Regions from separate parts of the Bombyx mori genome. Here region 2 is linked to region 1. A link is a contact called in public Hi-C data. All regions are on one chromosome and are shown on one strand. Each heading gives the region's core, a stretch centred on a gene start, on an enhancer-like site or on the middle of the called end of the contact. The rest is flanking DNA. Distances are from core to core; before and after follow the strand shown. Region 1 has its middle 16 kb from the start of LOC105842411. Region 2 overlaps LOC101746019 (PR domain zinc finger protein 1).

Region 1 (3,645 bases), core at 371-2,870:
CACACTTATAGAGAATATAGAGAAGAAGTGCAGAATGCTAATATTTTTTTAAAATAATGCATTAAAGATACATTAAATCAATAAAAAAAAACATTAAACATACTACAATGTATTTGACACACACACGCATGCATACAATTTATTTATTGTCAACCTTTTGTTCTTGACGTCTGTGGTCAAATTGAGAATAGATTAAATATTGTTAGTCCTTATTAATATTTTTCTATAGTGTAGTCTTGGCGTTGAGAATACAATCATAATAGTGTACAAACTTACAATTCCAATTAATTATAGTCGAATTTCGACTACTGCGGGACCTCTAGTAGTATTTAATAGCTGATTTTGACCGTGTGAACCTATTTGTGACTAAATGATTATGACGTCAAAAAACACATAGGCTTATTAAATTCAAAATCCGTTTTCTTAGAAATGTTGTTTTAGCAAAATTCCTATTCATGTAATTGTATTGCAAGAGCTACTTGTTGGTAAATACAAACAAAGTACGTGGACATTTAGCGGCACAGTTTTTCAAATTTAAATTGATTACGGTTCGAAGTGAAACGGCTAGTCATAAATCTTCTGAACGCATTGTTTGAGGGTCCGTTCGTTCTCGGAAGGTACTTACTATAGATCCCGGTTTACAACGTCAACTGTTACAAATAGCGGACTCAGCGTGACAGGAAAAGTGCATTTTAGTTTAAAAAGTGCAGCATCGTCGTGACGTCACAAAGCAACGTAACACAACGTCGCCGGCTCCCGTTATCTACACAAAGGACCAGTAAACAAGAGCCTCGTTTCGACCACAAAGTAGCTGCCCAATATGCATTGTTTTGGTTTTAGCACTATAAATCAATAGTCAGTTTTGTAAGCGACTGAATGAATGAACAACAAATTAACGAATAAAGTTATAAAAGGTTATATGAACAATAACGGAAATCTATCAAAAGTACTTGTCCTTGATACGTACATTTCTTAAATAAATAATTGTTTTTTATATAATTTTATTTCACGATTTGTGATTTCGTTGTGTCTATGGTTACGCTAGGCTTTTATTTTAACATTAAGTGGACCGTAAGATTGTCTTTCTATCTTAGCAACTTAAAATATAAATTAATAATAATTTTAATAATAATATATTTAATAAATTAAGTTAAAGCAACCCGGCTCTAAATTAAATAACCATACATTAATGCAATTTAAATCTCTATCTTATCATTATCTTGGCTTGGCTTGGCTTGATAATATATATGTATTTGTTTGATAAACTTCAGAAATCATACAAAATAATACTAATATATTATTATGTTTTATTTATCTATTGATATAACATTAATATAATAAACAAAAAAAAGTTATCAGAGAAGAAATAAGTACTGTGCTATTTTATCTTTGGGCAGTTTTATCTTTCTCTATTTGTATGATTCGCAGCGTTACACATCGCTTATACATAAAGTTTATATTGACGCCAAAACTTCACATGTAATTTAATTGGAATAGAAGCACAGACCCGAAAAAGTGAAGCGTCATTAACAGAGACCGAATGCCTTAAACGGGCCGAGGTTAAAAAAAACACAAAAAAAGAAACTTAAAGTCCCGTTACATTCCCGGTTCCCTGCGGCGTGACTATGAATGTACTGACAACTAGGATAGATGTTTCGTTTCGACAAACATACCATTGCTATGTATATTACTTCGAGTCGCCGTCTCCTTAATCTCTTCAAGTAATGATATGATTTTTCACTTTTGTACCCATAGACACAGACAGCCCACTGAGTTTCTCGCCGGATCTTCTCAGTGGGTCGCGTTTCCGATCCGGTGGTAGATTCTGCGAAGCACTGGTCTTGCTAGGGTCAGTGCTACCATCACTCCGGTTTGAGCCCCGTGAGCTCACCCACTAGTTAAGGTTACGCTGAATTAGCCTCTCAAGGCTATCAGCTTAGGTAAGAAAAAAAAACACTTTTGTATCATTTCTATTGATTTGCGTCAATTTCAGTTAAGTTTTTTTAATGTTTTAATTCACATTTTGAACCTAAAATAATTAAATGTTCAAAATATTGAAGTTTTGTTCATTTGTACTCAAATTAAACAATATTAAATTAGAGTATATTTTGAGCTCACATGGGTAGGCACCACCACTCGACTCATTTTTTATGTTTTGTATAAAAATTGTTTTGGGATATTAGAAAAAATTCTAATCTAAATCAGATTGGTTTAAATTGCATTGATTCAAACATCAGTTTAACGTTCAATTGAGTGAAACTTGAAATGTAATAAACACGTTAAATTACAATTACATGTTATAATTAGTTAATTGGTTAAGAAATCAAAGAGCATTAATAAAGGTAAAAGGAAGATGTGTTTACTCACGCATACGGTACCATACCCTATGAGTGATACAGTTTAGTTACAGCTTTTGCAGGATAGCCGTCGGAGCTTCACAGTTTGTGAGAAATGTAATTCTTCACGTTGACTTGGTGTTAGAACCGATCATCAAGTATCTGAATACAGCGTCAGAACGCTTCTTCGAGAAAGCGGCGCGGCACAATAACCCTCTTAACGTAACCGTCGCAAGTTAAATTCCTCCGGTCACCGTCTTCATCGAACCCATCGCTTGCGACGAAGGGCTCGACGAGCGAATTAACCCATAGACACAGCCACTGAGTTTCTCGCCGAATCTTCTCAGTGGGTCGCGTTTCCGATCCGGTGGTAGATTCTGCGAAGCACTGTTCTTGCTAGGGTCAGTGTTAGCAACACTCCGGCTTGAGCCCCGTGAGCTCACCTACACACGTTAGGGCGAAGTGCCTCTCAAGTAGCCTCTCAAGGCTATCAGCATAGGTAGGAGAAAAAAAAAATTAAATTCCCGATCCAGACGACGGGGCAACTGCTCACCCTAGACATGTCCTTTCTAGGTAGATTCAACGAAGGTTTGTTCTTGCTGGGGCAAATGTTAGCTACTCTTTCAGGCTGAGTTTTGTGAGCTCACCCATCGGTCAACGTAACGCCATTATAGCATCTTGAGGCTACTGGCAGATAGGAAGGCAAAGGAGGTAGAGGGCTATTTACATAACCAAAACTAAAATCATCATCGAAATATCTCCTGAACAATAAAACAATATAGGCCCGAACTATATATAACCTTAACGATTTCAATAACACAATTTTGATTGTTATTTACTAAACCATTATAACACTAAAACATTATATTTACACTAACACAAATAAACATTATTAATGCGCGGCGCTGTGGTCGCTCGCTGAGCACATTGCTAGTAGGAAAGTTGTTTATGACGTCTGAAAGTGTCACGTTGAACCATGGTGAACCGCGACCGGTGTCTTACACAGTACCTGGCCTACTCACCAAATTGTCATTCTATCAATCCGTCACCATGACTTTATCTTCACCATCTGAAGGGTACCAACATTCGCAATGTTAAAGTTTAATCGTGGACTTACCGTTGCTTTTTTTTTCTTTCGTTGTTTCGCATTTGTAGATAGATGCTTTTTTTAAATTTTATTGTTTGGTGTTCTAATTGTATATACTATATATGTATATAGATGCCTAACAAATAAACATACGTCAACTGGATACCGTGTTACGTATGTGAGCAGGAAAGTACAGCGTATTAAGACCAGATCTAAATATGT
Region 2 (3,645 bases), core at 624-3,123, 47 kb before region 1:
GCAGAATCACGTGGATGTTTCTTATTTCAGATAAACTTTTAGCTTTACGAAGCAAAATCTATTTAACAGAAACAAGCACGCAATTCCAGTGCATTTTTCTTGTTTTATTTGAGAAATACGAGTAAAGTTTACAGTTGCAAATGCAATCATAGTGCGTCCTTTGTTGAATTAGTGTATGTCATTTAGACATATTGATTTCGAAGTATAGTTAGTTATATAGAACGTGTTAAGTAGAAATATTCAAGTAATAGAGTAAAACTATTTCATGTGATGTGTTGCAAAATTGGCGCCCTGTAAAAATGTGTTAAATACAAATTCTTGCCATTATATCTACAAGGGATCCCGTGTAAAATACTATAAACAATAGAAATATACAAAAGCTTCTATTTGATTCACATTATTTTGCATTTGCATTTTAATAACAATGCTTAAAACAATGCAATCCAAAACTATATCTAACGTTCGCCAAACTTCACATTACAATTTTAATTATCTCAGCCTTTTCGAATAGGAGAATCATAATAACTTGGAAATATACAATAGTATACAAATAAACTTGGTGAAAAATCTTACCAGCACATTGACAGGCATTTAAGTATAATTTCAGTTTATCAACACTTCGTAACACAAATCTCATCTGAAAAATGTAGATCTGAATCATTTGTGATTTTTGTGGATAAACTTTGCATCCGTAAAAATAGTCAATATGCCGATAAATGTCCCTATAATAATAGTATTTAGTAGTCTGCTAGTGCCCGAAGGCTCTGGAGCATTTAACATACATGACTACTCATCCACTATGTGAAGCACCATTTGTTCTAGCGTAGGGATAATGTACACTTTCCTCGATTTATGTATAATAATTAATATTAGAATTAAGTCGATGCATATGTCATGCGCTTACAATCCGATTATTAATTAGGAACAACAATTTAAATACTATCGAAAGTTTTATGAAATAACCTAAAACATTATAAACGTGCTTTTGGCACTTAACACTAATTTTGATTTTCTTTTGAAATGTTTTTTTTATGATTGCGAAGACACGAGAGCAACGTTTTAGGAAGTCTAATTGGATTAAATTGTGCGGCTCTTCCGTTCTTTGGTGAATAAATGTTTTTGTACACAAATTAATGATGACCCAGGAGATAAATCGGTAAATTTAAACAAGCCCCTGACAGATACTACTTGTTTTCCAACATGGTTACAAGCATGGGCCCAATATATATATATTTCAATACAAATGTTGTACATAGAAAAAAAAGATGTCACTAAAATATTTACAATAGACATTTGATTATAAAAAAAAACATATAAAATTGAGCATTAAGTAGAATTAAACAAAAGGCTGCCGATACATCGACCATATTTTAAAATGTTTTACACAAAGACATAGTATCTACATTCTAAAATTATACACTCTGTCCTTAAATGGGATCAACCTTTTTACAAGTACTTAGTACTTTAATCGCATCGCGCTTACTACTAGCAACTATACAAATTTACAACTTACAGTTCATTTCATAATCTCATAGCCATTGGAAAACCGAGTGAAAATACCCGACTAATGTTTCACACAATACTTATGTTTGATCACACTGGAATCACACACTGCGGCGGGGAATCACATATCCGACGCTAGATTTGGCGGCGGCGATCCTGTTTCCAAGCTCAGGTGCATTCTATGATGAGTGGCTGGCTGGATTCTATAACGCTAGGCCTGGGCTCGGTTCCGGCTGAATTATAATGCGGCTGCTGTTGATCATGATCAGGGGGTGGTGGAGGTGCTAAGGGACGGTATTGAGTTCCGTGGGCTGGCGACAATTGTCCGTGTCCTGACGCTAAGTGCGGTCTGGTAGTGTGCGCGTGCCCTCCCAGCATGGCTTCACTGTGTGACATTGCGACACGCGCCCCACCGGCTCCCACCAGCCCTCCTTGTGATGGAGAGTGCACCTCGTAAGCATCGTGCCCCTCTCTTTCGTGACAGTCTTTGTCGACGTTACCTGTAAAGTGCACGCGAAAATGAAATCGGCCGCGTTTAGCGAGAGCGCAAGTGAAAGTTCACCTACGAAGAGAAAGTGCAACGCGCTGCAGTCGATCTCGCGACTGCTCGTGTATAAATCATTTTTTACATTTTAATTACTGAATATAAAAAGAAACTATGAATTATTTGTTTTTCAAGTGATAGACCAGAGAATTAATGCAATGTGTAACTTACCGATGCATTCAGTGTTAGCTGCGTTTGTGATGGCCAATACTTCTTCAATATTATTTGGTTTACAGCTCGTTGTTTTCCAATGTGTTCGCAAACCAGATGCGCTTATATATTTTTTGTCACAACCTTGGCAGACGTACGGACGATCGTTAGTGTGAAGTCTTTTGTGTAGTTTCAAATGAACGAATTGTGTAAACTTTTGCATACATAAATCACAAGCATAAGGTTTTTGTCCTGAATGGAGACGTAAATGTGTTTTTAAATTCGATGTAGAAGAAAAACGTTTCTTGCAAATATCACATTGATGTGGCTTTTCTCCAGTATGCACTAAGTGATGTTTTTGTAAATGAGCTAGTTGAGTAAACGATTTATTACATACATTGCATTTGAACGGTCTTTCTCCGGAATGTGTCCTTAAATGGACTTTGAGATTCGACAATTGACCAAAAGTCTTACAACAAACGTTACATTCATAATGCATTTTTCCGTCCTTCTTTTTTAGAGGATAAGGTAAGCTCCTGTACCCCCGAGACGCTTGAGAATTAGGACTAATCGGTGACATCATGAGTCCACAGCTACCATCGGGACTCACGCTCCCATGCGGCGGAAGTACTTGTCCTCCGACATTTCCATTTTGAATCAAACTTAATTGTGAGCAATTCTTAAGTGTAATGACACTTGTTGATGATGACGGATAGTGATGATTACTCTGTCCATTTTGTGATCTATCGTACTGATGTGTTGACGTGACCGTAGGTGAATACGTATTCGGCGGTGATCCTAGCTGAGTTATGATAGTCGAATTCGGCGGGGAATACAAATTGTAAGAATAATTGGGATAATGACTCTCGTAACGAGTTTCCCGAATTTCTCTGATTTCTCTGATTTCACGTATTTCCGTTGTGTGGGGTATCGAGTGAGGCGGTGATGCAGAGTAAACTGGAACAGCATTTGGAGTAGGTAATTGTTGAGGCAGTGGCAGTAAGGATGGCAAGGGCGTTAAATTAGAGCTTGAGTCGGGACTGCATGCGTTACCATATCTTTGGCTTTTCTTGTATGAGTAGGCCATTTCCGTTGGCGAAGAAGGTGGCGGGGTTGCATTGGGTTGACGACGAGTGGGGTCATTGTTATTGGTGTCTATTCTGTTTCCTGTGAGTATAGTTTCTAGAATACGTGTATCAGGGGGCGAATACCTCATAAAAGCTGGTTGTGGAGAAGGAGAAAGCGGACCATCTTCATAATAAGGCTTGTTAATGGGCACAACAGTATTTTGTGAAGACTCCAATACGATAACAGTCGAAGTCGCTGGATCTCTTCTCGGTGGTGACAAGTTTTGTGGCATATTGTCTGGAACATCTTCAGCAATAACCAACCCAGTTTCACTTTCACAGTCCATGTCTTTATGGTTTTGATATTGATATGCTCTTGGC

Evidence for each region. Hi-C and Micro-C count contacts between places; a contact is called where the count stands out from the background.
Region 2: a Hi-C map of whole pupa shows a contact between it and region 1, with 2.2 times the contacts expected there. The contact joins two enhancer-like sites. A contact is called at or near these places in 3 of 7 Hi-C or Micro-C datasets (midgut and whole pupa).

What each region holds. Positions count from the first base shown.
Region 1 is chr22:8,799,441-8,803,085 of ASM3026992v2, reverse strand. No RefSeq gene overlaps it. Among protein-coding and RNA genes, the nearest start is that of LOC105842411, 16 kb to the left of the region's middle. Within about 2 kb of position 1,620, at least 1 of the 8 cell types and tissues checked has open chromatin away from gene starts, as enhancers often do.
Region 2 is chr22:8,846,954-8,850,598 of ASM3026992v2, reverse strand. LOC101746019 (PR domain zinc finger protein 1) reads right to left here. Exons shown (of 8, transcript XM_062674951.1): 7 at 2,219-3,645; 8 at 1-2,003. The coding sequence ends at 1,672. Among protein-coding and RNA genes, the nearest start is that of LOC101739195, 11 kb to the left of the region's middle. Within about 2 kb of position 1,873, at least 4 of the 8 cell types and tissues checked have open chromatin away from gene starts, as enhancers often do.